Linked DNA regions of Danio rerio: regions 2 and 3 are each linked to region 1. The links are chromatin contacts, called in public HiChIP or PLAC-seq maps. All regions are on one chromosome and are shown on one strand. The core of a region is the stretch at or near the end of the contact, and the rest is flanking DNA. Distances in the headings are between cores, read along the strand shown. Region 1 holds the start of zgc:112285. Region 2 holds the start of si:dkey-21c1.1. Region 3 holds the start of tbcc (tubulin folding cofactor C).

What was found. HiChIP or PLAC-seq counts read pairs in DNA pulled down with a chosen protein or histone mark.
Region 2: a contact with region 1 is called in an H3K4me3 HiChIP or PLAC-seq map of gastrula embryo, with 3 times the contacts expected there. The contact joins the promoter of si:dkey-21c1.1 here to the promoter of zgc:112285 in region 1. A contact is called at or near these places in 1 of 18 Hi-C or Micro-C datasets (caudal fin) and 2 of 4 datasets of contacts at active chromatin or transcription factors (embryo and gastrula embryo).
Region 3: an H3K4me3 HiChIP or PLAC-seq map of gastrula embryo shows a contact between it and region 1, with 5 times the contacts expected there. The contact joins the promoter of tbcc here to the promoter of zgc:112285 in region 1. A contact is called at or near these places in 4 of 18 Hi-C or Micro-C datasets (caudal fin, embryo, hematopoietic stem cells and 1 more) and 3 of 4 datasets of contacts at active chromatin or transcription factors (caudal fin, embryo and gastrula embryo).

What each region holds. Positions count from the first base shown.
Region 1 is chr12:36,963,234-36,966,083 of GRCz12tu, forward strand. It overlaps zgc:112285, which reads right to left and starts at 1,358. Exons shown (of 6, transcript NM_001025514.1): 1 at 1,222-1,358; 2 at 870-979; 3 at 693-787; 4 at 296-576; 5 at 1-11. The coding sequence starts at 1,342. All of the region lies in intron 1 of syt15 (synaptotagmin XV), which reads left to right. It overlaps LOC798089, which reads right to left. Exons shown (of 4, transcript XM_073918683.1): 4 at 2,744-2,850.
Region 2 is chr12:36,759,797-36,762,646 of GRCz12tu, forward strand. si:dkey-21c1.1 reads right to left here and starts at 1,484. Exons shown (of 4, transcript NM_001328019.1): 1 at 1,369-1,484; 2 at 730-862; 3 at 227-338. The coding sequence starts at 761. It overlaps si:dkey-21c1.4, which reads left to right and starts at 337. Exons shown (of 5, transcript XM_021480389.3): 1 at 337-992.
Region 3 is chr12:36,800,209-36,803,058 of GRCz12tu, forward strand. It overlaps tbcc (tubulin folding cofactor C), which reads left to right and starts at 1,481. Exons shown (of 1, transcript NM_001256248.1): 1 at 1,481-2,732. The coding sequence starts at 1,533. The coding sequence ends at 2,585.

The DNA.
Region 1 (2,850 bases), core at 108-2,607:
TTCTTTTCCACCTAAAAGTTGACAAAAGAAGAGATGCTAAACCCAAGTTCTGGATAATTGGATCATCCCCCTTGGTAAACTCAATAAACATTCAAAATGTTAATTATTTTGCCTCCCGGGCTTAAAATAAACCAGGTTTATATGTAGATGGAATGGGTGTTACCACACAATTACTACACCTCATCTTTGATTCAACATCTAAACCAATAAGTGTTTTTTCTTGATCTTAAAGCATCCATCTTTTATATATGAGACGATGCAACTTAAGGTCAAAGGTTTAAGTTGTCGTTTGTACCTCGTGTGTCCCCCCAGCCCGTCACCCAGCAGTAGTGCCCTGGATTAAGGTTGATCTGCTTGCGCGGCAGGCAGGCATAGCGAATGAAGTTGCTTGGCTGGATGTCCGTGGCAGCTTTAACCAATGCAATATCGTAGTCCAGTTCACTGTGAGCTGGATAACGGAAGTGCTCATGCCTGTAGATCCTCTTCACTGGAAAGAATCGTTCTGCGGTCTCTGATCTTTTTAGCTGATGCTTACCCAAAACAATACGCCAGCTACTAGCATCCTCTGCCTTTCCCCTGGACACAAAGAGAGTGTCACACACTGGTTAGGACATTGAAGGGGGAAGACATCTAGGAACAATGCCCTACGTGACTTCAATCAACGTTCGTGATCAATTAAGGATTTGCCTTACTTCTGGAAGCAGTGAGCAGCAGTCAGAACCCAATTCTTATGGATCAGAGTCCCTCCACACACATGAACATAATGTTTGCTGCCTCTGGGACGAACCTACAGAAATAGAAACGAGCGTCAGAGACTTCCTCTTTTGGTAGACATTGAGTAATTCTGTGTCATTCCAAGTTCAATTTACCTGCAGTGAGACCTGCCACGGCCAGGAGTGAGGTCTTGCTTCGTTGCCTGACACAATACGCTCCACTGTGTTTGGTTTGAAATGAGCCAGGCCACAGTCCTTCGGCCAGTCTAAGGACAGAACAACACTTGAGTCAATGTCAGTTAAAGTGCCACAAAGACGACAAACACCAGGTAGACAGGATTTATGAGGAAGCAAATGAAAGGTGTTGTACCAGGAGAGGAAAGAAGGAAAGGAAATCCATATTTGGATCTTTGAGAAAGACATAGAAATAAGTATAAAGTCATTTTTTTTTCTTAAGTTGAAATGCACTTGAAAGATGTCAGTGGTCAGTTTTCATTTAATTTCTCACCGAGGTGGAGGATTTTGTGCTGTTGAAGGCGACTGGGGTTGAATGCATGGGTGGAGGCTCTGTCCAGTACCAGACCCAGAAGCAATAGCAACAGTGCGAAAAAAAGGCTCCGTACTGCCATGATCTACAGTAAACTGTGCGCTGTGCTGTGGCGATTACCCATTTATACTGTGCCTACTACAGGCACTATCCTTTGTGCACTCCACTCCCCTGTCTTTGGGACAAAGCACTTTGACAAAACCCCTCCCAATCCTGGATTGTTCTGGTGTGGTGGCCGAGGGGTTTTCAGAACAAGCTGGCCCCAGGGAATCATGGGAGTCCCATCAGCACTTTCATCCCTTGCCTCTGTGCAAAACAACTCGCCCAGAATAGATTGCCAGTAGCCTCCTTACAGTCACACCATGCTGTTTGGATGATGAAAGGGACAGACCTTCATGAGACCTTCATCTGTCTTCCATTCAAACCCTTGGAAGTTTGACCAGGGTAAAGCCCTGATAAATAATTAACAAGGTTATGACTGATCCTTGTGTCGTTTATATATTAATTTCATTAAAGATTAGTAGAACCTGTTCTTAGTAAGCACTCATTTATGCAAAGTGACTTACAGTCTGCTCATTACAGAAACAATCTTCTTGGAGCAACCTGCATTAAGGGCCTTGCTCAAGGGCATAAGGATGATTGTTCATAGCCAAAAACTTACTTTTTAAGAGGACCTTATGTCACTGCTTAATTTCCATAAGAGATGTTATAGTTCAGGGGTGTCCAAACTCGGTCCTGGAGTGCCGGTGTCCTACATGTTTTAGTTCCAGCTCCAATTAAACGCACCTGAGACAGCGAATCAAGCTCTTTCTAGATACACTAGGAACTTCCACACTGGTGTGTTAAAAGAAGTTGGAGCTAAACTATGCAGGACAAGTTTGGACACCCCTGTTATAGTATGTCTCATTGCTTTAGCTAAACTTCTCAAGGACATAAGGTTTGTACAGTATAGTCTTTTTGTTACCAGCAGAGGGCATAAGAACTAGAACAGCAAGATTAAACAGGGTGAAACCAACTGAGTTTTAAAAGTTGTTTGCTCTTGTGGAGCAGTTTTGAAGCCAGGAGATGCTGAGATAATTACTATGTGCGTGTGACTATTTTTTAGGCTGAATGGAGTTTTATTATGCTTGCTCATGATGTGTCACCTGTTGTATTTAATCCAAACGTGAAATACAGTACAAGGAAAAACAAAACAGAAAGGAGCACCTGCTCAGGGATAGTCAATACTAGGGAATGTGCCTGCTCATCCAATTAGTCAAAGTTACAATGAAAGGGCCATGGAAATGTCCAGGGCAGTTGAACTAAAACACGGTTCACCAAGTTTAGTTGGACCTCCTCACATGTTTTTGCTCTCTTTGTCTACGTCCTTCGAAAACAAACAGAGATTGCAATGCCAGTAAGCCAATGAGAAATTCCCTTGGCTTTGGGCGAATGATTTTAACATAACACATACTGTACTGTTTTTAAAATAACAGACAAAGGATATTGTTTACCAAACGCTTTATTGTTGCTCATACATTTCATGACATTCAGTTTTCTCAATATTAAAACACATTATTATAGTTGTTGCTGCAGAAAGCCTATATAAAG
Region 2 (2,850 bases), core at 234-2,733, 200 kb before region 1:
ATTGGTATCTATTTTATGAATCACCAAGGATGATTGTTTTAGCTAAAAATCTTCTTTTATGTTCTACAGCAGAAAAAAAATCACCAAGACATTGGGCAGCCTGAAGGTAAATTGACTGCGAACTGCAATGTTAGTCTCTTTATCTACTATTTAACCTTTTGACATTTTAAAATGAGCCTGATCTTGAATGAAAGCAGCATTTAAACCAAGTGTTTTGTCTTCTTACCTCAGAGTCCCAGACATCATGGCCAACCTCGGGGAGAAAGGAATAACCTCCAGACCTCTTTGGCTGGGGCAGGACCTGCAGCTCCTCGGCATCACAGCCTCGTCTGCGTTTTCTGTTGACAAAGACCATCACCTTTGAGTGTGTTCATTCGGCATGCAACGTCCAGACACATATCTTGCCATTTCTCAAGAAATGGTGGCACTGCAGACTTGATTGCAACCATTAGTCATCAATACGTCCACTGCAGGATTATGACTCAGATTTAGGAATTAAAAAAATACCATCAAGAGGAGAGCTGATACTGCTGGATAACAGCACAGACTCATTTAACCAATATAGCAGCTAGTCAAGAGGATCAGCCTGCTAAAGGAACACCTAAAAATAACCGGCAGGCAATGAAGTACTATGCTAAATCTGCATGCACTGACAATAACATGCCACATGGATGCCTATTGCATATCTGTTACATAAATGCAACATACGTGCATACACAATAATGTTACCTGCTTTCTGTCAGCATGTCGGATCTGTGCATTTGACAGCCAAATAAGGGCGCACACACAGCACCACTCCGTCTCAATGACCAGAACACCGGCTTCCTTCCAGCAAAATGAAGGGATTTGCCAAGGTTTTCCCCTAATGATGAGCGAATGACAAATATAATTCAGTGTGAGGAGCTGCAGACACGCTTGCATTGCAGTGCAGGTATGCAGAAAGCGTAATATTAACGTCTATCAATTCAGGCCTTCAAACATCATCAGGTAAGGTAAATATGTATTCGTAAAACACACTAATATGTTATAGTCATACTAGAACAGTGATCTGTATAGCATAGTAACGATAGTGAAACCGAACGAAATGGCAACCATATTATCGGTGTTATATTAATGTGAACGACATGTAATTCTTTGTGACAGGAGTCAAAAGGGCACATTTACACAAGCCCCAGTGTGATAATAATGTTGCCATGCAAAAACAGTGCGTTGAAAATGTCAAGCAGAAAGGCAGATAGCACAATGCTATGTGTGTAGTTCACTTTACTTCCTCCTAGCGATCAACTGTTCATACTACAGAACATGCGAAGTGATTTAACGGAATAAATGGGGTTTGTGAAGAGACTAAGGGTTTGTGGTGTACTCTACCTCTGTCTGTTCACAGATGGAGCTTGAGTTCAGGCATTTTCTGAAGTTACAGCGTCTCCATCTCGCCGGATCTCATTCTCTCTCTCTCTTTCTCGCTCACTCGCTCTTCCATCTGTTGCTGTCATAATGACGTAACGTGCGTGGCGTTGCGTGAGGAGTGGCGTACATTCGCACGTAGCGTTTTATTTTTAATCTTCTGACTGAGTTGTTAATCAACAACATCCTTGTGCGTGGTAGATTTCTACATACACAAATCTAAATATTTTAAGGGACATTTTTTTGCATTTTAAAATGAAATTCATTCTTATATGAAAGCCTTGAAGGTAACGTTAATGAAAACAAAAGTGCGATTAAACTTCTGACTTTTATATAAAAATATAAACTAAATGAAAATAACATTGCTCCCTTTATTGTACTATTTTTGTATTTAATTATTTAATTTTACTATCAGTTTAGCTGTCTTTGCCATGCGCTTCGTGCTTCGTCTGACAAATCGCAATACTGTTATGTCTTTTTTTATTTTTCATTCTTTGATAACCCGTTTTAACTAATTTAAATCTGTTTTAATCATTTTAATTACCTTAATCGTTTTTATCTTCTTGTTTTTTTTTTATTATTGTTTCTGTAAAGCACTTTGAATTGCCATTGTGTATGAAATGTGCTAGGCCTATATAAATAAACTTGCCTTGCGTTAAAAGTATTCCCGTTAAAAATAATATTGCATGGTAAAGTGATGGACATTTTAACCCTTAGAAAATGTAAATATTACAGTAACTTATTTTATTTTAAACACCTATTAAAGATACGAAAATGTTTGGTTACGAGGATATTTGGTCTCTGTTACATGTGAAAATTCAGTAAAAAATCCTTAACCGTAATATCCTGAGCTGGACAAATATATTTTTCTTATGATTCAATTAGGCTACTCTTTTATCTAAAATTATAAAAATCTTGGAAAATTAAAAAAAAATATTAGGGACAGTTACTGCTCTGAAATGGCAACGAATGTTATGACCCTTATCTTTATGTAATATTATTTATATATAATATAGTTATTCATATATAATATAACTGAATATGATTATTATTATATAGTTGCTTTTTTGCACCTGTTTTTTATTGTTATGCAAAGATGTACTAATGATGGCAAGTTGTTGTACATTACTGTATTATCAATAAAAAAATCTTTATACTTTTACATTAAATAATATATTTAAGGTCATTTGGATTATACAAATTATTCCGTAATTTCTGATTGTAAATTGTTTTCAGGTTTGACATCAATATAGAGCCCATCCCAATGAGTCACTGAGAAAATTTTATTTCCAGAACTTTGATGGGCCGTAGCCAGCCTAATAAAAGTGGTGTTCTCAAAAAGTGGACCTTTGTACAGTTATTTGCCTCATTTTCTATTTAATTATCAGGTTAAAATACTGCATAGTGACATTTTAAGCACTATTTTTAGCTGGATTTGCTTGCCGG
Region 3 (2,850 bases), core at 231-2,730, 160 kb before region 1:
TTACGATCTTATTGCCATATTAGATCGTTATGATAACATAAAATATGCCTTCAGTGATTTCCTGAAGATAAATACCAAAAAATAACGCAACTGTAATAACCATAGCAGTCGCAATTGTCTGATCTCTTATGAAGCATGAGATTGCGATGACATATGATGACGTGTGCAGGTGCACTAGTAGTGCTGTCCCAATTCTTAGGGGTAAATTTTGAAGCCCTTTTCCTTAACCCTCGGTTGTAAGGGCCAAGGGGAAGGGGTAGGGGTATAAAAACAGAATTCGGATTGGGCCTTAATTAAAAGACAGTGACATGGACAACAAAAATGTATAAAAATTGTGCTATATTGTATTTTTTCATGTCCTTATAATACTCACAATGACCATATACCAAAAATACAGAATTTTACTGGTAATGGATTTCAAGATAGAAATAATAATAATAAATCCTAACCAGGCGACACAGTGGTTAGCACTGTTGCCTCAAAGCAAGAAGGTTGCTGGTTTGAGTCCCAGCTGGGTTAGTTGGCATTTCTGTGTGAAGCTTGCATGTTCTCCCCATGTTGGCTTGGGTTATATATATATATATATATATATATATATATATATATATATATATATATATATATATATATATATATATATATATATATATATATATATATATATATATATATATATATATTTATTTATTTATTTATTTATTTATTTATTTATTTTTAAACATCAGTTCTATTCATACACGACACTGTAAAAAAAATATGCACTAATCTTAAAATATTTTTATTTTCTAATAACAAAGGCTTGTATTTATATGAATATACTACGAATATACAGTTGAAGTTAGAAATATCAGCCCTCCTGTTTATTTTTTGCCCAATTTCTGTTTATTAGAGAGCAGATTTTATCAACACATTTCTAAACATAATAGTTTTAATAACTCATTTCTAATAGCTGATTTATTTTTACAGTAAATAATATTTGAATAGATATTTTTCAAGACACTTCTATACAGCTTTAAGTGGCATTTAAAGGCTTAACTAGGTTAATTAGGATAGCTTGGCAGATTAGGGTAATTAGGCAAGTTATTGTGTAACCATGGTTTGTTCTGTAGACTATCGAAAAAATATATAGCTTAAAGGGACTAATATTGACCTTAAAATGGCTTTAAATTTTTTAAAATTAAAATCTGCTTTTATTCTAGCCGAAATAAAACAAATAAAAACTAAAAGTCTTTCTCCAGAAGAAAAAATATTATCAGACATACTGTGGAAATTTCCTTGCTCCGTTAAACATCATTTGGGAAATATTTAAAAAAGAAATTCAAAGGGGGGCTAATAATTATGACTTCAACTGTACATCTCAAATACATATATTTATTAAACGAATAAGCAAAACCATGAATGATGTATTTAAAGCGCCAGTAGGAGTCTCCGTTACTAACAGAACTGATTCCTAATCCAATCATCGATAAGCACACTCAGACGAATCATCACATGACCAGCGTGCGTTTACCACGCCCGCTTTGAGAATCATCATGGCTGCGTTGGGAGTTGAAATGAATGTGGCGCAGGATGATGGAGAAACAAACACAGCTGTCAAAGTTCCCGAAAGCGTCTTGCGAAGAGATCAAGCGAGGCTGGAAGAGGCGGAGCGCCGGAGAGACGTCAAGCAAAGCCAGACCGTAACGGAAGAAAAGAGTGACTTCTTTACATCCACTTTCAACGCCGAGAAAACACAACTCGAGGAGATGATATCCAGCTGTAACGACCGCGAAAAAGCCGCAAAAACACTGGAGGAGGCAACTGTGAAGTTTCAACAGCTCCAGAAGTTCCTCAATGACAGTGTGAGGTTTCTAACCCAATATGAAATACGACAAGCACAGGAATCCCTGCAGAAACTCCAAAGCTCCATTACTGACAAAAGAGAGGAGATTCTGCCTAAAAAGAAGTTCGCTTTTAGATCCAGAAACACGAGTAAGCAGCAGCAGCCTACACCCATTCAGCAACAAACAGCAGACAAGCCTGCGCCAGGTTCAGTTGGCACTGTAGTGGTGGATGCTGCAGATCAATGCGGCTTCTCCAATGTTGACAATCAAGTCCTAGTCAGGCAAGCTGAGGAGATCCAGCAGCGAGATGTTTTGCTGTCTCACCTGACCCACTGTAAAGTCAGACTTTATGGCTGTCCGAGCACCTTGCACATCAAAAACATCCGCAGCTGTGAGATCATGTGTGGGCCGGTGTCCAGCTCTGTGTTTGTGGACCAGTGCACTGACAGCACTTTAGTGTTCCCTTGTCAGCAGCTGCGCACCCATAACACCACTGCCACTCGGGTATATCTGCATGTGACCAGCCGGGCTATTATAGAGGACTGTCAAGGGGTCAGCTTTGCCCCATTCACATGGACCTATCCAGGCATTCTTGATCATTTCAAAGTAGCCGGACTGAGTCCTGATAGGAATAACTGGACAGAGGTGGATGATTTTAATTGGCTCGCTGCTGGGACACCATCACCCAACTGGACTGTCATTCCTGAATCTGAGAGAATATGTAGTTGGGATTTTGTGGGAACGGCAGCTGAGCAGTCATGATGGGATTGTGTTGTCGTGCGATGGGTTAATGCACTAATATTGAGATGCTGTAAACAAAGAATGTTTAGGAGGTCCTCATTTACAATGATCATAAATTAACCAGAGGCTGTATATTAATATAATAAATCCAAATACTGATTTGATCACATTTGTTTATTTGTTGTTTTCTTGTCTGGTCATGTCAGTATGCATTTAAAGGGACAGTTCACCTAAAATGAAAATCTGTCATTATTCACTCATTCTCTACTTGTTTCTTTCCTCTGCT